7 separate regions of the Mus musculus genome follow, and regions 2, 3, 4, 5, 6 and 7 are each linked to region 1. The links are chromatin contacts, called in public HiChIP or PLAC-seq and promoter capture Hi-C maps. All regions are on one chromosome and are shown on one strand. The core of a region is the stretch at or near the end of the contact, and the rest is flanking DNA. Distances in the headings are between cores, read along the strand shown.

Evidence for each region. Promoter capture Hi-C pulls out the DNA fragments that hold promoters and counts their contacts. HiChIP or PLAC-seq counts read pairs in DNA pulled down with a chosen protein or histone mark.
Region 2: a promoter capture Hi-C map of liver shows a contact between it and region 1, with 3 times the contacts expected there. The contact joins the enhancer-like site here to the promoter of Rps3a1 in region 1. A contact is called at or near these places in 9 of 39 promoter capture datasets (the 3T3-L1 cell line, 3T3-L1-derived adipocytes, the HPC-7 cell line and 5 more), 3 of 484 Hi-C or Micro-C datasets (CD4 T cells, the N1E-115 cell line and double positive thymocytes), 4 of 115 datasets of contacts at active chromatin or transcription factors (the NIH/3T3 cell line, craniofacial prominence, double positive thymocytes and 1 more) and 2 of 9 other capture datasets (adipose tissue and liver).
Region 3: a contact with region 1 is called in a promoter capture Hi-C map of pre-B cells, with 9 times the contacts expected there. The contact joins the promoter of Dclk2 here to the promoter of Rps3a1 in region 1. A contact is called at or near these places in 14 of 39 promoter capture datasets (the 3T3-L1 cell line, the C10 cell line, cranial neural crest and 7 more), 2 of 15 datasets of contacts at CTCF or cohesin (the NIH/3T3 cell line and large pre-B cells), 2 of 484 Hi-C or Micro-C datasets (the N1E-115 cell line and embryonic stem cells) and 7 of 115 datasets of contacts at active chromatin or transcription factors (embryonic midbrain, embryonic stem cells and microglia).
Region 4: a promoter capture Hi-C map of pre-B cells shows a contact between it and region 1, with 4 times the contacts expected there. The contact joins the enhancer-like site here to the promoter of Rps3a1 in region 1. A contact is called at or near these places in 6 of 39 promoter capture datasets (the 3T3-L1 cell line, the C10 cell line, embryonic stem cells and 2 more) and 1 of 115 datasets of contacts at active chromatin or transcription factors (pro-B cells).
Region 5: a promoter capture Hi-C map of the HPC-7 cell line shows a contact between it and region 1, with 6 times the contacts expected there. The contact joins the enhancer-like site here to the promoter of Rps3a1 in region 1. A contact is called at or near these places in 5 of 39 promoter capture datasets (the HPC-7 cell line, hippocampal neurons, liver and 1 more), 1 of 484 Hi-C or Micro-C datasets (ventral hippocampal neurons) and 1 of 115 datasets of contacts at active chromatin or transcription factors (embryonic forebrain).
Region 6: a contact with region 1 is called in an H3K4me3 HiChIP or PLAC-seq map of pro-B cells, with 5 times the contacts expected there. The contact joins the enhancer-like site here to the promoter of Rps3a1 in region 1. A contact is called at or near these places in 5 of 39 promoter capture datasets (the C10 cell line, liver, pre-B cells and 1 more) and 3 of 115 datasets of contacts at active chromatin or transcription factors (the 230-238 cell line, large pre-B cells and pro-B cells).
Region 7: an H3K4me3 HiChIP or PLAC-seq map of the SCID.adh cell line shows a contact between it and region 1, with 10 read pairs. The contact joins the enhancer-like site here to the promoter of Rps3a1 in region 1. A contact is called at or near these places in 9 of 39 promoter capture datasets (the 3T3-L1 cell line, 3T3-L1-derived adipocytes, the C10 cell line and 5 more), 1 of 15 datasets of contacts at CTCF or cohesin (large pre-B cells) and 9 of 115 datasets of contacts at active chromatin or transcription factors (the SCID.adh cell line, T-cell acute lymphoblastic leukemia, double positive thymocytes and 6 more).

What each region holds. Positions count from the first base shown.
Region 1 is chr3:86,140,972-86,144,075 of GRCm38.p6, reverse strand. It overlaps Rps3a1 (ribosomal protein S3A1), which reads left to right and starts at 1,408. Exons shown (of 6, transcript NM_016959.4): 1 at 1,408-1,568; 2 at 2,275-2,378; 3 at 2,650-2,837. The coding sequence starts at 1,507.
Region 2 is chr3:85,193,412-85,196,629 of GRCm38.p6, reverse strand. No RefSeq gene overlaps it. Among named protein-coding and RNA genes, the nearest start is that of Gm31096, 73 kb to the right of the region's middle. Within about 2 kb of position 1,464, at least 120 of the 459 cell types and tissues checked have an H3K27ac peak or open chromatin away from gene starts, as enhancers often do. A contact at or near this core is called in the HPC-7 cell line, the N1E-115 cell line, adipose tissue and 3 more, where this site is marked.
Region 3 is chr3:86,919,550-86,922,801 of GRCm38.p6, reverse strand. It overlaps Dclk2 (doublecortin-like kinase 2), which reads left to right and starts at 1,918. Exons shown (of 16, transcript NM_027539.5): 1 at 1,918-3,052. The coding sequence starts at 2,632.
Region 4 is chr3:86,892,863-86,896,042 of GRCm38.p6, reverse strand. The region is part of intron 2 of Dclk2 (doublecortin-like kinase 2); the gene reads left to right. Among named protein-coding and RNA genes, the nearest start is that of Dclk2, 26 kb to the left of the region's middle. Within about 2 kb of position 1,367, at least 35 of the 459 cell types and tissues checked have an H3K27ac peak or open chromatin away from gene starts, as enhancers often do. A contact at or near this core is called in pre-B cells, where this site is marked.
Region 5 is chr3:85,172,076-85,175,451 of GRCm38.p6, reverse strand. No RefSeq gene overlaps it. Among named protein-coding and RNA genes, the nearest start is that of Gm31096, 52 kb to the right of the region's middle. Within about 2 kb of position 1,576, at least 33 of the 459 cell types and tissues checked have an H3K27ac peak or open chromatin away from gene starts, as enhancers often do. A contact at or near this core is called in the HPC-7 cell line, where this site is marked.
Region 6 is chr3:87,027,153-87,030,319 of GRCm38.p6, reverse strand. No RefSeq gene overlaps it. Among named protein-coding and RNA genes, the nearest start is that of Cd1d1, 29 kb to the right of the region's middle. Within about 2 kb of position 1,374, at least 6 of the 459 cell types and tissues checked have an H3K27ac peak or open chromatin away from gene starts, as enhancers often do. A contact at or near this core is called in pro-B cells, where this site is marked.
Region 7 is chr3:86,958,940-86,962,494 of GRCm38.p6, reverse strand. No RefSeq gene overlaps it. Among named protein-coding and RNA genes, the nearest start is that of Gm23376, 30 kb to the right of the region's middle. Within about 2 kb of position 1,749, at least 41 of the 459 cell types and tissues checked have an H3K27ac peak or open chromatin away from gene starts, as enhancers often do. A contact at or near this core is called in the SCID.adh cell line, T-cell acute lymphoblastic leukemia, double positive thymocytes and 1 more, where this site is marked.

The DNA.
Region 1 (3,104 bases), core at 159-2,658:
TGAATTTGAGGTCAGCCCGAACAACACAGGAGGAATCTTGTTTTGAAAAATACTAACATAAGAATGGGGAAGCCATTTTTTATGGTGGGGGTTTGGGGATGTGGAGGGGTGGAGATAGAGGTAGAGAAATGGCTTAGTGGTTAAGAGTAGTAGTGACTGCTCTTCTAGAGGACCCAGGTTCAATTCCCAGGACCCACATGATAGCTCACAACTGTCTGTAACTCCAGTTCCAGGGGATCTGGGACTTTCACACAGACAAACATGCAGGCAAACCATATAAAATAAAAATAAAGACATCACTTTTAAAAGTGGGGAAGGGGTGGTTTGCATTAAGAAAATTGGTGGGCAGTTAGGTACAACAATTGATCACGACTGTGCCTTTTTGGGGTGCTAGAGATGGAATCCGTTGTCTCAGGCATGCTGAGGCTTTTCCAGGACACCACTCTAGTCCCCACTCCACTAAAAACCCAAACACTCCTCCTATCCCAGAAAAAACAAAACCAACCAACCAAAAACCCAGGGCTGTCGAGATGGCTCAGCTGGTAAAGGCACCTGCAGAGACCTCTCAGGCAGTGAGGAGGCAGGGCACATTGTATGGCAGCGCTGCGGGCCAGTGTGCGCAGGATGGCAGCCTCTCCCTGAGCCTTATACCCACATAGTGGAAGAAGAGAACCAACTCTTGAGAATAGGTCTCTGACCTCCACACAGAGACCTGTGAGGCACAGGACCACACACATAGTCATACAAAAAAAAAATGTGATTACAAATGTGTAAGAGTTACATATGTATATATGTGTGTGTGTGTATATATATATTCTCTCCTCTCCCCTTCCCAGTCTGTCTTGCTAGGTAGTTCAGGCTAGTACTCACCATATACTCCAGGCTCTCCTCCAACTTGCTGTCCTCCTGCCTCCAGAGCTCTGGGATTGCACACACGGCTAAGCCTCTTTTTTCATGAAAGTTCACAACACAGCCAAGCCCAAGAGTAGTCAGCACGTGAACAGCGTGCCCGAAGTCATGCTTATTGAATTACACTAATGTTTTGAAATAGATCACATGAATATTCCCGTTTTACACCCGAGGGAACTGATGGCTAAAGAGGTCAGAAGGCTAAGTACTGTTGGAATCACCATTTGAACATGGATTTGCTATCTCTGATTCAAAGCCCATGGTCTAGGGAAGAAACGTACTCTCAAAATTAGAAACAGAGAGTTCCCACCCTCGGGGCAACGGAAACCACAAGAAACCTGAAGTGGGTTGAGCATCTCTGACAATCTGCAGGCTCCCATGCACAGCCTAGCCAGCCCGCGGCCCGCTGCGCGACCTCCCGACACACGAGGGCGCTGTCGCAGCACGGCGGGAAACGAGCCGCCAGCTAGTGTCGCGAGATTCTTAAAGCCGGAAGGGCGAAAGAGCAAGGGTCACGTAGACGGCGCTCCCCGCCCGGCTCGCGTTAAGTTCTCGCGCGAGTTGTACTTCCGCCCTTTTGGCTCTCCGGTCGGCACCATGGCGGTCGGCAAGAACAAGCGCCTGACGAAAGGTGGCAAGAAGGGAGCTAAGAAGAAAGTGTGAGTGGCGGATCGCGCGGGTCCCCGGCCGTTGGGCTCCGCAGGAGTTGGTGGGCGGGTTCTGGGGTGCGGCGTGGGGCGGATGGTGAGGATGCGGGGTGGATTGCGCGGCGGTGCTGCGCTGCGCGGCTGGCGGGTGCGTCCCGGGCGGCCGCCTCTCCGCCACCCGGCCGGGTGTCGCGCGCCGCGTGTGATCTCCGCCCTGCGTCTCTAGCAGTCGCTCGCGTGTCGCGCGCGAACTGTGGGCTCCTGGGTTGCTGGAAGTCCGTGGCACTTTTTAACACCGCTCTACGTCAGTCACTCTGGCTGTCCATGTCGGGACCCCATGTCAACTTGTGTGCTGGGCTCTCGTGGGACCGACCTGGAGACCCGGGACACTTGTTTAGCAGCAGTTTGTGCTGTTGCGGACCAGTCACTGTCACAGGTCCCTGAGGTTCCAGGGCAGTGTGTATATAGTACTGCCTGTGTGATGGAGGAGTGGGGAAGGCATGGCTTCGAACTTACTGCTTTGTGCACTGGCAGACCAGCCGGCCTCGCAGACGTTCACCCCACGGGGAGGACGTCCGTCGTGTTAAGTGCAGGCCGATTGCAAGATCGTGCCTGGGAAACTGTTAACAGAAGTCTGAAGGATAAGAAGCGTTTAAAAGTGGTCGGGAGTGTTGTTACAATTTACAGAGAAACTTGAGGTTATTTTTCTCCCATCCAGGGTCGATCCATTTTCTAAGAAAGACTGGTACGATGTGAAAGCTCCAGCCATGTTCAATATTAGGAACATCGGGAAGACACTAGTCACGAGGACTCAAGGAACCAGTGAGTACTGTGGGCCCCTTTTGCTTTGTTCCTAAGCTGTGGCATGTGCATATTAACCGGCGCCTTGGTCAACTCTGATGGGGCGCTGGATTGAAATGTCAGCCCAGTGGTTGGAGGGCCTGGCATTGGGAGTGCTTGGTCTTAGTACAGATGTGGCAGCAATGAAGTGTTTGTACAGCTGTCCAAGAGAACGTTTAGGTGTTGGCAGTAAGCCACTGGTGTGAAGGTGGGTTTGGTTAACAAGTTAACAGGGTTTGTGGTTCTTTTTTAGAAATTGCCTCTGATGGCCTCAAGGGTCGTGTGTTTGAAGTGAGCCTTGCTGATCTACAGAATGATGAAGTTGCGTTTAGAAAATTCAAGCTAATCACTGAGGACGTTCAGGGCAAAAACTGTCTGACTAACTTCCATGGTATGGATCTTACCCGGGACAAAATGTGCTCCATGGTCAAGAAGTGGCAGGTGAGACCAAAAGCTGCGAGTGTGAGTGCTGTGGTGTGGGTGTGCAGATGTGTCATGGGTGTGTTGGTTGGTAGGTAGTATCAAAACATGGAATGGAGAAGTTGGTTTCATTTCATTTGAGTATCACTGTTAATTCTTGAGTGCTGGAGGTAGAATCCAGGGCTTTCCACATGCTGGGACATCAGTCCTAACATTGAGCTGCATCCTTTAACTTGGTATTGCTTGTTACGGCCACATTAGGTGAGTTGGGCAGCTTTGCCAGTTTGG
Region 2 (3,218 bases), core at 215-2,714, 950 kb after region 1:
CATACACCTTTGATGCCACACTTGGAAGACAGAAGCAGGTGGATTCCTCTGAGTTTGAGACTAGCCTGGTTCTCATAGCAAGTTCCAGGTTAGCCAAAGCTATACACTGAGACCCTGTATAAATACATACATACATAAATACATATACATATATAAATTAATAAACAGATGAATAATTATTAATAAGTCTGAATGTTAATTTTAATAAGTTAACTGCTGTTCGGTATTTGTAGCAGGTTTCTGATTCCAAGCACAGTGACATGATATTTGCTAATAGAGACCTAAGATCACTTAGTATATCCACCAACTAGCATAAAGTGATAGCCAAGGATATACTCCAGAGAGTTGTCAACACACTACTGGCTTGCTCAGACTGACCTATCGGCTGCACTGAGGCCCCTTCTCCCTTCTCCCCTCCCTGACCACCAGGCACAGCTGAGCACCAGGCCAAAGCCAGAGCTGAAAGAAGTGAAGCCTCTGAAAAGGCTGCCCCACAGAAGTTATATTAGGCACTGGGCAGGCTTAAGGAGCAGTCCCAGTAATGGGTGAGATGTAAATGATAATAGTTAAGGCTCAGCAAAAAATACTTATATTTCTTTCTATACTACAATATCCTATATACTATGATATATTATCATATATTCACTAAAAAAAATCTATGATCTATTATTTACAAAAAAACCAATTTCACTTTCAGTTTTGTTTAAATATATATATATATATATATATATATATATATATATATATATATTCCACTTTAAAGGTGATACATGGTTACTTCTAAGAATGTGCACAATAGACTAGAATCTAAGTAGAAGAAGATTGACAAGTTCTAGGCCAGCCTGGGCTACATAGCAAGATCACGTCTCAAAATAAACAAATACACAAAGTGTACAATATAGAGTTGTATAGAGACGAGAAAAATCACCTGTAACCTTGTAGCCCAGACACTGTGACAGATCCTCCCATGTTTCTTTCTAGTCTTTCCTCTCTCTGTGCACAAATGTTTTCTTTTTTCTAAATATATTTATTTGTATGCAGGCTGAGATTGTTCTAGCCTGATTCTGTCACTTCACCTTATATTGTAAACTTTTTTTTCCTGCATTGCATCATGTAGAGTCCTAGCAGAAACTACATTTTGTTTTCTGTTGGTCTCCTGAGGCACAGCTGAGGGACGGAGAACTGCCGAAAGGAACCCTGGGAAGCTTCCCGTGGCTAACCCCGAGGGTGGAGAAGGAGAGCAGTTCCTGGAGCCCTGTGGGGCTCAGGAGTGAGGAAAGGTTGTTAACAAAATCTCAACTGTTCAATTTACCAGATGCTGGTGTGAAAGCCTGCTAGCTCGGAGAGGCAGAGAAAGCACCCAGCTGACCTTCTTCCTCAGCCGACCTCCCAACGGCAGAGCAAGCTCTCCTTCTTCACATTGTCTCCAAAACCCTTCAAACTGAATGGCCCTCCCTTCTACTTCCTGTGTGCCTCTCTATCCGCCCTCCTGACTTCCTCTCACACTCTGTGGTTCTTTTCCTGTGTTTACTCCCTGTCAGCTGGTTGCTTGCTCTGACCTATGGCTGGTGTTATTTAATCATGTTTACAATAAACAAAAAGCTCTTGGATTAAAGGCATGTGACACAGCACAACTAAAAACAGGTTTTTCCAGTAAACAGCATACTCTCAGAGTTCCCAGTGTGATCAAATATTCTGCAACAGCGAGTCCTGGTAGAATCCACAGCCATGAGTGGAAAAGCAGCCGGGAATGAGGAGCCTAACTTTTTTGCCTCCTTGCTGGGCCCCTCATTGGAAAAACTAAAAATGGAGGTCAGAGGGTTGAGTTCTGGAGAGTGGGGAATGATCTAAAATGGCAAAAGAGAGATTTAGATTGCGTCCCAAGGACCTATGAGTTGAAAGTTTTGTCCCAACTTGGCACTATTGGGAGATGGTAGAAACCTTTAGAGGTGGGGCCCATCAGGATCTAGTCATTGACCTATGTGAGGCAGGGGAGAAAAGGGGATGATTATGGGAACATGTGAAAGGGAGGGAGCCCCTTACTCTGGGAATCTAATCAAAGACTCTCTGGGAGTCAAGCATTTCGGCACAACTAGCATCTGTTGTAAGCGTACTGGCATAGAGACCATATTCCTTTCGTAGAGAGATATTTTAAAGTAAGAATGTTAAAATAGCAATGAACTGTGCATAGGGCCTTAGTATATATGACCTTGAGTTTGCCCTGCATCCTTCCCATACATCTCCCGAGAATCTCACAAACTAGATTATTGACGTTTGATTATGAATGAAACGTCTTCACTTCCTGGAGCCGTCCTCGGGTGGCACCTTATCAGCTGTAACCCCAGTGCACTCAGGAGCCAGCCTAAGATCTCATTTAAATTCCATAGCAGACCATCTCTGTCACTGGTGGTCTGAGGTCAGGATGGGGTTGGGTGTTTCCAAGTTCTCAGCCTCTTTCCCAGAAAACTGAAAATAAGGGCTACACAGATTTACAAAAGGAGCAAGAGAACTTTATTTGAGGGACACACTGTCAAGATTGACAGCAGGCCACATGAATGAAGGTACCCAGAACCCCAGGCTTTTTATGGAATCTAAGGCAGGAGAAGCTGTGGTCAGAGAGTCCTCTATTTTGATTGATAGATTAATTTATATATTCATTTATCTGTGAATGTCCCTCCCCATAATGTATCTCATTTTAACCACATGTATGCCTAACTATACATGCATAGGCATAATGTGGTAAAAGTAGAGGTTCTGCCCTAGAAATTCACTTAAATAGGCTGGACATGCCCTTTAATTCTTTAACATTTAGGATACATTGTGGGTACTCTTGAATAGAAACCATCTAATTCGATCATTTTAGAGGAACTTAGGGGACTGTTCAGAGAGAGGTATATGTAGTCCAATGCATATAAGGGTTAAAGAGGTTCTGAGCTTGCTAGATGCCTTATTGGGAAGGGTGTATGGGTATAATATGTGCAGGGAAAGGAACTAGACTGTCGGGTGCTTTATTACAAGAAGGGGAGAGCGGTGTACACAGCTAAAACCAACAGAGTTCCACATCCCTAAACATCTCCTATACTTGCCTGCCTCACAATTTCAGAACCCCCAAACTTATATAAATGGCTATTTATATAAAGATAACTACCTAAGCACAGCCCTCTCGTGGGTGTGGCCTATCCTTTCCCTAAATACTTCCCTTCCCTCAAGCTCAGATA
Region 3 (3,252 bases), core at 669-3,168, 780 kb before region 1:
CAAACACCAGCCCTTTATTTCTCTGTCATGTTGAGCTTTCTACAAGAAGCGTTTACCAGATCCTTGCTGCAGATTGCCAGTGAAGTTTTTATACTTACTGGATAGTCTACGACTATTTAAAAAAATGTGTAATCAGAGCAGAAAGGGGTTATTTTTGTTTTGTTTTTGTTTTGTTTTTTCGAGACAGGGTTTCTCTGTATAGCCCTGGCTGTCCTGGAGCTCACTTTGTAGACCAGGCTGGCCTCGAACTCAGAAATCCGCCTGCCTCTGCCTCCCGAGTGCTGGGATTAAAGGCGTGTGCCACCACGCCCGGCTGAAAGGGGTTATTTTAATGTGTGAACGAGGGAATGTTTTGAGATTTAATTCCTTCTTGAATTGCCAATAGATGAGAAATGAAGTATTTTCCCCCGATTTTTTATTCAAGTAAATGTTAGGGTTAAGGGGAGTTATAGAACGGTAATTCACAGCCGAGAGAGAGAGAGGTCAAGGTTGGCTTCCAGAAGGTGACTTATTTGCCTGTGGCCATCCTGTCTTCATAAAGCCACCTTAAACTAGATCTCAGTCCAGGAGAGACCCAAACAGTCTCCAGACAGGTGAACAGCTAGCAGGTCAGACAGGGTTTCTGAGATGCAGGGAATATCCCAGCGAGGGAAATACATGCCAGTTCTAAACATCTCACTGTAGACATTCTGCACTTGCACGAAAGAGGAAAACGTGTTACGGTTCTATAAACTTTAAACCATAAAGCAACCCAGATTAATTAGTAGTTGCCTCCTTGAAGCCTGCCTTCTCCCAGTTCATTTGCATTAGAAATAGAATTCAGGAACAATTTTTTTCCTCACAAAAGTTTTTAGATTTATTTACTGTGTTGTCTTGGCATGGCATGCATGCAGGGGTCAGAGGATAAACTACAGGAGTCTATGCTTCCCTTCCACCACGTGGGATCTGGCGATGATTGGCAGTTCTATGAGTCACCTGACCTACTGAGTCATCTTGGATGCCCATGGAACTTTTTTTTTTTTTGCCCCTCTATCTCCATCCGTTCTCATGTTTTGGCCAACTAGGTCTATGAGGAAGGATTTGCTTCACGGTGCTCATGGTTGTGTTTCTACCCACTCCTATTTTATGCTGTTCCAGTCGATCACAAGCAAAGCGTTTTTTGTCGCCCTACCTTCAAGGACAGTTTGGAGCTGTTTAGGGCTGCTGAAGAACCGGGTGCCGAATCATTAATTTCATGTGTCAGGTTGGGGCCAAATGCCTTTGAGCTTCATCACCAAAGTGAAATAACGGACGTTTCAAAAATTTCTTGAAACATGTCTATTGTGGGCCAGATATCCACTTAAGAAGAGGTTTTCTTGCATGATGGGTGTTTGTCAGTCCACTTCTGTGAGCAGCTCAGAATGAACACGTGAGCGCGGGTAAATTCACAGAGGTTCTGTTCTCTGCTCGCGCATCCCCAGTGATGGGATTAATGCCCGGCAAATGGCAAGCTCTCCACAAATACTTGATTCAATGAAACCAATAACTTGTAGTCATGTATTCATTCAAAGTTACTGGAACTACTGTGTTATCGAATCTGCAGTAGAAAGTGTGAAGGATTTTTTTTTTCTGCCTAAAGGATTTTTTATTTAAACAATAAATCAGACGTTTATAAAAAACTAATATTGCATCCAAACCTAGTGCTATGTTTTGTATTTCTGCTCTAGGTTGGCCTCGGTTTTTCCCCAGGAGGCAGGATAAGGATGTGCTTGCTGCCCTTGAGTCTCCTTCCTTTGTAGGCTTTTTTTTTTTTTCTTTTGCCTAGCGCGGTTGCGCTAGCCCCCGCGCTTGTGGAGCGCGCAGCGCGGTCACGCCCGGGAGCGCGCAGCTCCGGTAGCCCGGCGGGCGGGCGGGGCCTCCTTGGACCGTAGAGCCGCTCCTCGCGCGGCGCCGCCCTCTTCCTCACCATCTCCCTCTCGGTGTGGTTTGTGGTGTCCCTGAAGGGACAGAGGGTGTCCTCCGGGGTCCAGGCCCTGACAGGCGGCCGAGAGCGCGGATGCCCGTGGGCGTGCGTGCGTGGGAGGCGGCTGCACTCTTCCCGCAGGGGCCCAGCGCCTCTAGAGGATCCCCGGCCAGGGACGCGCACCGGCCGTGGACTGGGCCTGGGCGCGCGCGACGCGGCGGCGGGAACCCGGGACCCCAGGCCGCGCCGGGCAGCCCCGAGGCGCCTCGCCCACGCTCGCGCCCCTCCCCCCTCCGCTTCCTTCCTCCACTCAGCGCGCCCGAGAGCGCAGGCCGGATGCGAACCCGGGCCAGCCTAGGGTCGTTCAACTTGGCGGCTCCCGGCCTGCTGCCCGCGCGCTACTTGTGAGGCGTGGCCCGGCGAAGGAGGCGCTTGGGGGGCGTGGGGCTCCTCAGCTGGCGGCGGCGACCGAGGGCGCGCGGGACAATGAGCTGGGCTGCTGCGCGCTGCGGCCGCCTTTAGCTGGCTGAGCGGCTCCACCTGCGAGCATGGCCCGAATGCCCGCGCCAGGTGTCCCGCTGCTTTAAGACGGGACGGAGCGCCTAGATCGCGGCGCGCTGCGGCCGGGGCGGTTGGGACGTCCTTTTATTAATTAATTAATTTGTGGAGAGCTCTCCCGAGCAGCCGCGATGGCCAGCACAAGGAGCATTGAGCTGGAACATTTTGAAGAACGGGACAAAAGGCCGCGGCCAGGGTCACGGAGAGGGGCTCCCAGCTCCTCCGGGGGCAGCAGCATCTCTGGCCCCAAGGGCAACGGGCTCATCCCCAGCCCGGCGCACAGTGCTCACTGCAGCTTCTACCGCACGCGGACCTTGCAGGCCCTCAGCTCGGAGAAGAAGGCCAAGAAGGCGCGGTTCTACCGGAATGGGGACCGCTATTTCAAAGGCCTGGTCTTTGCCATCTCCAACGACCGTTTCCGTTCCTTCGATGCGCTCCTCATAGAGCTCACCCGCTCACTGTCTGACAATGTGAACCTGCCCCAGGGCGTCCGCACCATCTACACCATAGACGGCAGCCGGAAGGTCACCAGCCTGGACGAGCTGCTGGAAGGTAAATAGGAGGGGCGGGCGCGGCGCGGCAGGTGCGGCCCCGTGCACAGCGGCAGGTGCAGTGGCTGCGGCCAGCGCGCTTCCCCGCCCTGCGCTGGGGCAGCCTGCCGGGCGCTTGCTTTCTAGGCAGCCACGGGAACTGTCTGCTCCTCGGTCGTTTGTGTTGGGTTGGGGTGCACCCATTATCTCCTTCCCAAGAGA
Region 4 (3,180 bases), core at 118-2,617, 750 kb before region 1:
TTGGCTGGTGTGGCTGGCCAGCTTTGCCCCCAGAGACTCCCTCCCTGACTGCTTCCTGGGATTGCAGACAGGCCACTGTAACTACTTGACTTTTTTGTGTGGCTTCTGGGCACCCAGGTTCTAAGCTTCCTTCCTGTGTGGCAAGGGTTTTACCTGCTGGGTTATCTTTCCAGCCCCCAAAGAGCTTTGTGACTTGGACTTGAGGTGACCATCTTTGATATAGCAGTGTAGCTCCAGACTTCTTTGCTTTCAAAGCTAGTTTCTGATATTCAAAGGATGATGTCTTTTACCACGTTATAAGCATTCCTAATTCTTTTCCAGACTCTGCCTTATAGCACAGTTTATTTACTTTGTCCTGAATAACTTACCAACATTTCCAAAATTTATGGTAACTCTCAGAAAATGAAGCTTGACCCTGTGGCAGTTTGAATATAAATGACCCCCATATATTCATACATTTGAATACTTGGTCCCCATTTGGTGGAACTATTTGGGAAGGTAGGAGGTGTGGCTTTGGGAGGAGGTGTGTTCTAGGGGTGGGCTTTGGGGTTCTGAAACCCACATTCCCAGCTAGGCCTCTCTCTGCCTCGTGTTATCTCAACATCTAAGCTCTCAACTACTGCTCCAGTGCCACGCTCTGTGTCTGCTGCCGTGACCCCCACCAAGACGGTCGTGGATTCTAACCCTCTGGTGCTGTGAGTCCTCAAGTTAAATGCTTGTTATTAGTTGCCTTGGTCATGATGTCTTCTCAGCACTAGAACAGTAACTAAGACAGACCCCATGAAGGGTGTTCAGTGACTGTCGTGTAGAATATAAAAATTCTGAGGATGTACTTACTATTATGAATCTCATAAAGGGAGAGCAGACTTCAACATTGGGATCTACCCTACATTTATAACTATCTAAACTTTGTTATATATGTAGACAAATGCAATAAATAATAAATGCCAAAACAGTATGTTCTGGTCCTAGGATTGTGGATGACTTTCTGGTAAGTTTTCTTATTATGTTTATGTAATAAATTACATTCAGTATCACCAGAATCCTGGGTAGTCTCCTCACCAGAACTGAATTATGAGAGTGGACTCACAAAGAGCCAACTCACCTTCAAACTTTATTTGAAACTGGCCAGTTGTCTTTCTAAGAAGGGATTTTTATTAAGTTTGTGACATGTTTTTGGGCTAAGGTAGAATTAATTTGTTCAGTCATTGAGGTTTTGTTTTTTATTGTTAGGCATTGTCTTAGTTGCTTGAGGAACAGGTGCAAGAGAAGTTCTCTGCTTTTGAGGCACTGTCATTGTAGCAGAACAGATAGCCGTAAAAGCCAATTACGTGTAGGACAAGCAAGTCTATATTTGGCCACAGTGATGCAAGCTGGGCAGAAGAGGAAGTTCTTCATGGAGTTACCACAAGTTCTTCACAGAGGCAGTAGAGTGCTCCTTACAGTCATTCCACACAGTGGAGTTGTAGCATTTAAAGTAGGTTTAGTTTGCAGGGAGTAGTTCAGGTTATGGAATATGTGTATTTGATCTTTCTTCATTTTAGGCCTCTACATTTTTTATGTCTTAACTTTTAACTTTGAAATTAGTCTTAAAATTGTATAATGATTCCATATACTTTTTTAAAAAATAAATTTTAAATTATTTGTATACATGAGGGTTTTGTCTGCCTATATATGTCTGTGCACTGTGCCTGGTGCCTGGTGCCTGGTGCCTGGTGCCTGGTGCCTGGTGCCTGGTGCCTGGTGCCTGGTGCCAAGAAAGCAAGAAGAGGGCGTTGCATTTCCTGGAACTGGAGTTAGATAGGTGTGAGCTACCTTGTGGATGCTGAGAATTGAGCCCTGGTCCTCTGAAAGAGCAGCCAGTGCTCTTCACTGCTGAGCCATCTCTCCAGGCTTTCTGTATCATCTCCATCCTGCTTCCTCTAACGTTATCGCTTCTTGAACACAGGCAGTTGTCTAAGTGTGGTTGACAGACACACCATTAGTTCATGTGTAGACCTTACACAGGCAAGTGTGCCTCCTCAGTGTCTTGCCCATCTCACACTTGATCCAGAAGCACATATGCATTTGCTCATGGTCACCCTTTCCACCTCTGACAGTGACACATCCTTGGCTTTTTGTGGTCTTGTTGCTTGGGAGAGCTCTGGCTAGTTATCTTGCATAGTTCCTCTTGATTTAGAACTTTGTGGTATTTTCTCACAGTGATATCTTGGTTGTGTTTTTGGTAAGAATACTACAGAAGTCATGCTGCGTCCTCTGAGTGCCTTTAGTCAGACACACTGGATAAATCTCATTACTGGTTGGCCGCTTGATTGCAGGTTGCTTTTCACTATAAATTTTGACATTTTAAGCATAAATTAATAAGTTGTAGGGATATTTCTTAAGAATGTGCACATATAGGCTGGAGAGAGGGCTCAGCGGTTAAGAGCACTGGCTGCTCTTCCAGAGGTCCTGAGTTCAATTCCTACCAACCACATGGTGGCTCACAACCATCTGTAATGGGTTATGATGCCCTCTTCTGGTGTCTCTGAAGACATGACGGTGCACTCATATACTTAAATAAAATCTTTAAATAAATAAATAAAAGAAGAAGAATGTGCACATATTTTTGTTTTTCACATTTTGATCTATTAATGTTAGTGCCTGCTGATTATCATTGACTCCAGCAACTACTATTATAATATTTGCTGAATAGCTTTTCTGATCCCACTGTCCTTTCAGGGGTCAGTAGCAGAATTCTGTTCCTGAGGAAAGCTTTCCTCTTTCTTTTTTTTTTTTTAAGATTTATTTATTTATTATATGGAAGTACATTGTAGCTGTCTTCAGACACTCCAGAAGAGGGAGTCAGATCTCGTTACGGATGGTTGTGAGCCATCATGTGGTTGCTGGGATTTGAACTCTGGACCTTCGGAAGAGCAGTCGGGTGCTCTTACCCACTGAGCCATCTCACCAGCCCAGCTTTCCTCTTTCTTGTTAGGAGTCTTTAGTCTGTAGGTTTAATTCCTTTACTGTCACTTATTTTGTGGTTCAAAATGTCTCTTATGTAAGCAACATTTTTTTTGAAACACATTCTGTCTATGTACACAAGCTGGCCTTGAACCCATGAACCTCCTGCCATAGACATACAAATGCTAGGATTGTGTGTGTGCCGCCATACTTGACCAGATTTTTAAGTTGGAT
Region 5 (3,376 bases), core at 327-2,826, 970 kb after region 1:
GGATGAGGGCTTATTCTGTTTGGGCTGTAACTGGAGACAGGTCATGGTGTGGCTAGCATCTGCATCGAAGCTTTTGGAATCTTTCCACGTCGGGAGGGGCGAGAACTCCCAGCATGCACCGCGCCAACTATGCATTGGGAGGGCTATTTTGCAGAGCTCTGTCCCCTCAGGGTGCACGTGTCCCTGCAGGTGCCTGCCACCAGCTTTGGTGGCCACAGTATCAACACATCCATCAGCAGCCTTTCATATTAAGTTACAGAACACATACCATGGGGCCCAATTTAACTGGAGGACAAGGAAATGTTTTAAATTCTAGCGCTGCCCTGAGCCATACGAGACCAGTCACGTTGTGTAACCTTTCTTTACTATCTACCCTTCCTCTGCACCCAGCTGCTGCAAGGTACAATATTATACTTCGCCCAGACTCCGGGCACCTGTTGTAGGCGATTTGAAATAAAAACAAGTTGGTGGAGAACTCGAGAAGGTACCCGGGAGCACATTTCATTCGCTCCGAATACCCCTGCGGACTATTCCATTTCAGCAGATTCTGCAACCATTCTTCTTTGTCATCATTTGGCAGGGGGTGGGGGGATGATCGGGGAAAGGGGCAGGCAATAACACATCTCTCTTTAGAGAGAACAAATCAGCACTCTGCTGGTCCAGGGGCTGCAGAGAGCCTTGCTCATTCTCCTCCGGTCCACTCTGGTTCTCAGCTGTGCGCTAATATTTCCTTTCTGCCTTTCAATTTGTCACAGCCGCCTTTCCCCCAAAGAGCTTTCATTTCCTCTTGTTTGTCCACCCTGTACTCCCTCCCTCCTTGTTTCCATGAGACGACACCAACATTCCTGGAAGATTACAGAACGTTCGCAAATTAATGGCAGGGGTCCAGCAAAGTCAGACCCGGATGGCCCATACACAGAAAGGAGAGTCAGTATGCGCATCCTTGTAACCCTTGAGGCGTCTTGCTCTGGGCTCACCTGTGTGTTTTTCATCAGTGTGTACCTTTGGTCATGAGATTGCTTAGGGAGGTCAGTAATTTCTACTAGGAACAAAGAGAGATGTGGAGGGGCAAGAACATGCAGTTCACCCCACAAGCTTTCCAGAATCATTTACCAAGATGCAGGCTGCTTTTTTATCTGTTTGTTTCTGTTCTTAAAATGGTTGCCTGTATCTAAATCCTTCATCAGGCCACCATTAGAAGGTAGGGATGTACGGCCTTGCTTGGCCCAGAGCACACAAAAGCAAGAGCAGAACACAGCCTTACCCAGGGAGTGGGGGTGGGGCATGGAGCTGTGTAGGATTGCAAGAGAGAGAGAGAGAGAGAGTGTGTGTGTGTGTTTTGAGCTTGGCATACCTAGATTCAAATCTTAGTAGCTGGACTTAACAGTTACTGGGTTTGGGGAGGTCACTCTGCTCCCAAGGGCTCCATAGAATGTGACTCCAACTTTCTTACAGGATGCAGTGTGGATGATGTGTGTGAAATGCCCACCTCAGTGTTAAGACTGTTAAGAGCCCCTCCATGAGGCCCTGCAGGTCCTTTCAATGCATAAATCACCGTTGGAGCCGCCACCAGGCAGGCACGGTCAAACTTCAGTTGAGAAGTCAGCCCCTTCCTTCCTGTTCTCCCTCTCTTGTCTTCCTCTGCAGCTTTACAGAAGCAAGGTTCAGTGATGCTGGCTATGATTTCTAGTCTCCCTGAGGCACAAATGTCTGCTGCTCTTCAGATATTACAGTAACTGATGTCTTTCTCCTAGCCCAAAGAACACAGTCTCCCCTTATCTGAGGGGTATGCATTCTACAACGCCCACTGGATCCTAAAACTGTTATCAACACCACACCAAACCAAATATGCTGTCTTCCCCGTATATACTATCCCTGTGATGGTGCCTAACTCATAAATGAGTCCCGCAAGAGCTAGACAACAATAGCTCAGAATAAAAGAATAACTGTAACAGAGTTTGGCACCATGTGATTGACAAGCACACTAAACAGCTGTTTTGATAACTGAAAGAGTGACCAAGTGACTAGCATGCAATGTGGACCCCATGAGTGGCTCACATCCGGGATGGGAATTATAAAATCTCATCATGGACTGAGTAGGCATGGTAGCACATACACAGAATCCCAGTGCTCAGCAGCTGAGACAGGAGGATCATGAGTTTGAGGCCATCCTAGAATACAGAGGAAGGAAGATCCTGTCTCAAAAACAAAATATTTCATCACGTTCCTCCAAACAGTATGCAATTTAAAGCTTATGAATTGTTTATTTCTGGAATTTTCCGTTTAGTACTTCTGATCTGTTGGTCACTGGTACCTTAACTATGGACAGAAACCTCCGAAAGGCAGGGACTACTCTAGGTGAACCCTGAGTTCAGCACTGAGCAGGGTTGCTCCCCCATATTCAAAGCACCACTACTGCAGATGCCCAAAGTAATGTCTACCAGTGGAAAGCAGGCAAAGACAAGGAAAAAGGGGGGGTCCCTGAACTCCGCCTCCACCTGCCTGCCTGCCTGCCCTCTGACGCAGCCCTCTCCCTGCAGGCTGCATGTGGACACCCCTCCTTGATCTGGTTTGTGATTCCCTTCGGCTGAAGCCTTGCTCTGCCTGCAGCTTTCTCTCTTTGCTGAGGAGCTCCGTCTCCTCCCCATCATCTGAACTCTTGCTGGCTCTCTCCCCATTGCCACTGTCAGCTGATCTATTCCACAGATCTTCAAGCACTGGAGGAAGGAGAAAGGGCAGAAGAGAGGGCAGCTAGATGTGGCGCAGCGCAGGCGGAGAGAGGCACCCCTGCGTTAAACGCTGGCACCGGGGCTGGAATAGCTCCAAGGAGAACCGAGCCACACAGAAAAGATGAATTTCACACCTTTTTTCTGCCCGTGCCTCTGGAAGCTTTGTAATGCCCAAATGTCTGGTAAACAGAACCTCTTGATGTGACTTTACAGGGTTAGCCTGGAAACTGAAACCTGCAAAACTAGCTGTAAAGTGACCGAGAAACATTGCTCTTGAGGTAATTAGTCTATGTTGAAAGTTTCCGTTGAAAAAGGATCAATCTCTTTTTCTTCTCCTATTTCTTTTTATTTACATAGAGTCAAAGCGTGCAGTAAGTTGCCCCATAAGATGAGGTTTGGCATATAGACACTCTTGTGAAACTGTCACTGCACTCAGCTTCGGAGCGTGTGACACACACACAGGAAGACGGTTGGACTCTCCGATTGCTTTCTTGACTGCTCAGATTTATTCCATTACGTTGTCATCTTGGAAAGAACGCTTCTGGGGGTGGGGCAGGGAAAGGTAATTCTATCAGTATTTCCTGGGTCGTGTCTTCAATCCCCAACGTTCTTGGACTTCACGGATTTTTCATTTGAACCTCCTCTAC
Region 6 (3,167 bases), core at 125-2,624, 890 kb before region 1:
AGAACTCTCAGCTCCTTCTCCAGCACCATGTTTGCCTGGACACGGTAGTGCTTCCCACCATGATGATAGTGGAGTGAACCTCTGAAACTGTAAGCCAGCCCCAATTAGATGTTTTCCTTTATAATAGTTGCCTTGGTCATGGAGTCTTTTCACAGTAATTAAAACCCTAACTAAGACACCGACTCTTCGATACATTGCACAATAAGAGCATCTGTAGGCCCAAAAGAAATGTGTAGGGGAAGACAGGAGTGTCGATGCCTGTACAGACTTATTGTGGAGTGATGTCTAGAAACCACACCCACCAGTATACATGGTTCTTATCCCCACTCCTTCCGAGGTAGGAAAGCTAGCCTGAGAAGTCATGGGGGAGTCAGCTCTGGAAGAAAGCTAAACAGATCCTCGCCTGCCAGTGGTGAATGCATATCTTCCCCCTTGGCCACAGGGCTTTTCAATTCTATCTCTTCATCCACCTATAAAAACCATCACTGTCACCAGTCCTGGAAAAAGTTGGCAGGAGCCCTGACTAAAGTGATCTCCCGTTGGTGGAAGGGACGAACACCACCCTCTCTGTCCCAAGGGGCCAAGGTGAAGTGAAAGAACGACTTTCCCTTTGAGATGCAGAGTGCACAGCCCAGAACCCACAAGGCACCTGTATTCCCACTGGGCTGAGCACAACCCTGAGAACTAAGTAAAAGCAGACAGTTTTTAAGGGAAGAGCTCTTGGTTGGAAATGACTGGGGTAACGTGCATGTGAGTGTGGCGGTAAAGGGGCATGATGATACCATATGTCTGGAAGGTCGGGTTAGTGTGCAGGTTCGTTTTGTCGATTTGATACAAACCCAGACATACCTGGGAAGAGGCCATCCCAGTCGAGGGGCTCCCTCATCAAATCAGCCCGTGGTGTTTTCTGGATTGCTAAGTGATGTAGGCAAGTCTAGATAACTGAGGGCAATGTCATGGGTGTTGGCATGTGGGACTGGGCTGTATAAGAGAGGGAGCAGAGCGAGCGAGTAAGCAGCACTCCTCTGTGGTTCTGCTGCAAGCATCTGTCTTAGCTTCTTTCAATGATGGACTGTAACCCCTCAGCCTAATGAACCATTTCCTTCCTTCCTAAGTCTCTTTTGGACATGGTGTTTTCCACAACTACAGAGAGCAAACAGTTAACAGTGAGTCTACCGTGGCCTTGAAGTTAATTTTCTCCCCAGAAAACTAACTCAGTTTTTTTTTTAAAAAAAGGATATGGTCATTTTTTTCCCCTTAAGGTAGACAAAGGAGTATCATTCTAAAACTTCTTCTTGGAAGAAACACTGAAGAGAACTCAAGCTGAAACCAAAAATGAAACTGAAAAACTCAACATCCCAATTAGAAAACTCAGGGGAACAACTTTTAAATACAATGGGTCAAGTCAACGATACAATACCAAGATAAAATAGGGGAAGTAGATCACTCAAGCAAGAATATGAAAAAAATGTAAAAAGAAAAAAAGGGGTGGGGGGACAGGCACTGACAGCAGAAATTCCAGTCCTGGGGAATCTGGTGGTCTTTTCTGACCATCATGAGTATCTGTGTGGCATGTACACAGACACGCAAGCAAAACATTCTACACATAAGTGTGTAAGTAATAAAATAATTTTTTTAATTAAAAACTTCAATAAAACACTTGTAAACTGGATACAAGCTCATATCATCCCATCATCCACCATGGTCGACTGAGCTTTGTCATGGAGATGCAGGGATGCTTCAATAAACATAAGTCAACGAGCTGGGCGTGGTGGAGCACGCCTTTAATCCCAGCACTCGGGAGGCAGAGGCAGGCGGATTTCTGAGTTCGAGGCCAGCCTGGTCTACAGAGTGAGTTCCAGGACAGCCAGGGCTATACAGAGAAACGCTGTCTCGAAAAAAACCAAAATAAATAAATAAATAAATAAATAAATATAAGTCAATAGTAATAAGTCCTATAGATGTATTTAAATGTAAAGATCATCTCAATAAACACGTGAAAAGCCCTTGACAAGATCCAGCATGCCTTCCTGATAAAAGTCCTAGAGAAGTAAGACTGAAGGGAACATGTGCCCACATAATAGTGTTTCTATGACAAACACACAGTCAACATTGTCCTAAGCAATGCCATTGAAATTAAGACAGACGAATCCACACCTTTCCAATATAGTCTGCACTGGCTAGTGTAATAAGACAAGCAAGGAAGGATGATTGTCAAGGGCTACAAGTTGCAAAAGAGATCAAATTATCCCCATGATAATTTATACATAAGTACAAGTCCCCAAAACTCCACAAGAGAACTTCTAGATATGAACAACAGTTCAGCAATGGAACAAGACACGAAGAACCCAATACCATGGCTCCATTAGTCGTAGTATTACAATGACTTGCTGGTATACCCCTTCGTCAGAGCGTCTGTCAGCCCTCATCGAGACGTTTCTCCTTACAATAGATGGTTATTACCCCAGAGGCTGACATACAGAGAACAAATGATTATAGAATTCTCAGCCCCAAATTAGACATCTGTAGCTCACCCCAAGGCTCAGGGGTCTTTGCAGAAGAGGGGACAGAAAGATTCTAAGAGCCAGAAGTGGTGCTAACATGAAGAAAACAGTATTCTCCAGACAACAAGGCAGATGCACATATAACCTAGCAGCACCCACAAGCCCTGTTGTCAACTCCAGCCAGCCGGAGACCCAAAATAGAGGGTGGGACCTCTGGATGTGAAATCCCACCCCTAGCTGAGGAACAATTAGAATTTGTTGGCCACTAGGAAAGGAAGAGTCAGGGTCTTTTTTTTTTTTTTAATGATGTGACCCCCTGTTGGTTGACAACACACCAGGGCAGGTGTTGGTGTCAAGACAGCTGAGCAACACAAACTGAGCTCAGTGGAGAAAGAAAATGAAAGTAATCTCCAAGTCACTGGATAGGGATGCAAAGGCGGCAACGGAACCAGTGAGGAGAGGCGGAGGAGGATTGTGTGAAGAGATTCAAAGTGCTTCAGTGACATTCTTAAGAATTAATAAAAATATTACAAGATGATAATAAATAACCACTAAAGAGTAAGAGGCCATGAGTTTGGGAGGAATGACCTAAATACAGGATTCCTACATGAAATAGACTAAATAATTATGAGTTAAACATTTTAAATGTGAAGCAGCAAGAAC
Region 7 (3,555 bases), core at 500-2,999, 820 kb before region 1:
TATTTGACATTATGCCTTTTCTGTCATGATGTGCCACAATGTAAATTAGATTACAGCTTCCTTTTATGTTTTTTATTTTCCTTTCTTTCTTTTTTTTTTTTTTTTTTTTTTTTTCAGTGCTAGGGATCAAATCTAAGGCCACATTCCTGCTAGGCAAGCACTCTACTGAGACTTCCCAAACTCTTTTAATGCACAATCTGTAAATAACTAAGGATGAAGCCTTGTATATTTTTCATTAATTAATACAATTTTGTCCTCAATAATTTCCCCCAAGTTTCCAATGTCATAGGTCCAAGCATAAAAGTATAGAATGGCTGTATAACTCTTGTCCCCACAAAGCTGAGAGGCTACAAAGAAGTCTAAACACACCCTAAAGACCCTCATCATTAGCCCCACGTTTTCTCTCAAGTCTCTATAGACACAGCCAGGACATATAAATATAATAACAAATTGTAAGTCAAGAGAGCTCGTGACTCAGTCACATCACTATCTCTACTGGGAGCTGACTCATCAGCTTAGGTAATAAATAAATAGATAGATAAATAAATAAGAAAGTTTATTGTGCCGGGTGGTGGTGGCCCATGCCTTTAATCCCAGCACTCGGGAGGCAGAGGCAGGCAGATTTCTGAGTTCGAGGCCAGCTGGTCTACAAAGTGAGTTCCAGGACAGCCAGGGCTACAGAGAAACCCTGTCTCAAAAAAAAAGAAAAAAAAAAGAAAAAAAAAAACAAGAAAAAAGAAAAAGGAAATTTTATTCCTTTTATTGTAAATCTGTGGTAGCTATGACAGTTTTTAAATGTCAACTTTTCCCATTTTCCTCACAAAATTTCTCTGTTCTTTCTCCATACCCTTCCTTCCCCAGTTTCCGGCTTTCTATGGGATGAGGATGATGAGGAATCAGAGGCAGGCAGGGTGAGTAGGAAGGGCAAGGCTGAGACTATAACCAGACTTTTGACTACTTTGTGGGTTTCTTTACTTCCACCCTGCCAACCCCCAACACTAGACAGCAGAGGAAGGATGGAGGGGCAAGGGGGAACACTGTCATTAGACTACTTCCTGCTGATGAGGGGCGCCCAGTTCCTTGGGGCAAGTTTGATCTTCTTGTTAAGATATCTAATGTCTTTTTCTTGCCTCTTTGCACACGAATACTTGACAATCCTTAATGAACTGCACCTACCAGCAGGTCAACCAGCCAACAGCTCCCATCTCTCAGTGTCCTAGCATTTATACACCCTCTGAAAAGTTCCCAGAATTCCAAACGTCACACACTTGCAAAAACTATCTAGAGCTGGCGAAACCACGCCCCTGTTAGAGCGTGAAGCAAACCACAGGCGGTTGCCGTGAAGCAGCCCTATAGCTCACACCTGGGATGAAAACGAAACACACTCTCATAATAGTCCTGTGCTTTTAAAGAAACCAAAATTCCCACTACATAAACCTATGCGTGTTAGCGTGTCTGGGTAGGCTTTGAGTAGTCCCAAAATAGGCATAAGGAAGCAAACACAAGTGAAAAAAAATGGTTTTCAAAATGTTCTCAGGGATCCAAGATAAGATAGGAATTCATGTTAAATGGCCTTCTAGATGCTTCATGGGTCTCACCAACACTAGGTCACGTGACAGCCCGATTTCGGGCAGAGCTGTGCTGGGAATGTTCTTATATTTCTTTTCCAAGCACTGTCTAGCAGTAAGAATTAGAAGCAGCTTGCTTAGTCTTTCCATCCTCTGCTCCAGCCGCATCCTAAGTACAGGGGCCGAAGTCAGGACCACACCGCAGGTCTCCTAACTCTCCCTCCCTCTCCCTTCCTCCCTCCCCTTCCTTCCCCCTCCCCTCGCTCTCCCTCTCTCTCCATCTCCCTTTTCCTTCCTCTTTCTCTCTTCCTCTTTCCCCTTCTTTCTCTCCCTCTCTTCCTCTCGAAATCCCCCTTTCTCCTCTTTTCACGTCTATCTTCTAGCTATGAGAGGAAAACTACACACAACATTTTTTGAAGCACACAGTGGCTTTTGATCACACTTCTGGGTTCTTCTGGAAAGGTCTATGACAGATCCAGCTAGAGTTACCCTCAGCCAATTGTTCAGGGATGGTATTCTTTCCACTCCCTCAATTATCTACAAGCTATTTACTGCTTTTGTTACACCTATATTTTATTTGCTTCTCTGTAAAATGAAGATAAAAGTGATTATCCAGCAATAGAAGATATATATACATACATATGCACATATATATGTATATATGTTCTCCAATGACCTCCCCAGAACCTTAATGAGGGAACAGATGATGAAGGAAAGCATGAAGTCTTATCATCCAGTCTCCTCTAAGTGGCTTTTACCCAAGGTCTTCCAAGGCAGTTAAAGGAGAGAGCAATCACAGGCAGAAGGATCCATAAGATAGGCCAAGCTTCAGGAATGGCCCAAAACAGACCCGTGAGCAACTGGACCAGAAGCCCCTAGGGTACAGAACAGGCTACTGTGCAGCTAGGGGGAAAGATTATAGTTAAGAAGCTCAAGACCAAGCCACAAAAAGCCAGGGCACATTGAAGCTCTGTGGTGTAAATGCTGTGGTGGGGGATGGGCTCCTTCCTATTGTACTAGCCTGATAGAAAGACATCTACGCACTGGGCAGACCGCACCATTTAGCCGGTATAGGTCTTGTGACTATGGATGCAATGGAACTGAAGATTCCTGTTTCTGAAAGTGTGTGAAAGGCTCTTCACCCCAGGAAGTGTCAATGCATTGTCTCTTTCTCAGGAAGGAAGGACACACCAGCACTTGGATGCTTCTGTAATCATGACTCCACACGGCAATGCTGATACCTACGGTCTGCGGCTGCATTGCTAATGGCATGGACAGGTGTATTCCCCCTTGCTGCTAGGGTACTATTTCTTTTGGAGATGTGTGTGTATATATAATTTTTAAAAATATATATTAACTTTAAACTGAAACTTTCAAAATCATTAGAAGAATGAAAATGTGATCAGTCTCTTATCTATAATCTCATTGCTAAAATGCAACCTAGTAAATATTCCTGCATAAAGGTCTACAAATATGTTTAATATTGGTGACTATTTAAAACTGCAGATAAACTAAGTCCCCAACAAGAAAGTATTTAAATATGTTTCCAGTGTGTCACAATGTGGACTGGTAAACTCAGTAATAGAGGAAGGAGATGCAACTAAGTGGAAAGTTGATGACACGGTGTGCACACACTAACCTCGAGAGCATGTGTGCGTCGTGTGTGAGTGTGTGTGCTGAGGGCGCTGGCACTTTATGAGACCCTGTGGTTACAACTGCATGAGTTCCCCATGCTGCCTGTTTAGCATGGCGATGACATAAAAGAAGGAGATTGTGTTATCAACACAAATCCTCCAACTTCGTAGCTATGTTATCTGTGTTCTTCATGGTTTTATGTGGACTCTATCAATAGATACGTTACTGTGTCACAGCTACTTTCTACTCCATCTTCGACGACGTTTCCATGACCACTGGGAACATTTACAGCTAGAAAAGTGCTACTAAACACTTACAAAAAATTTTTTTTGGTTTGTTTGTTTTGACAGTT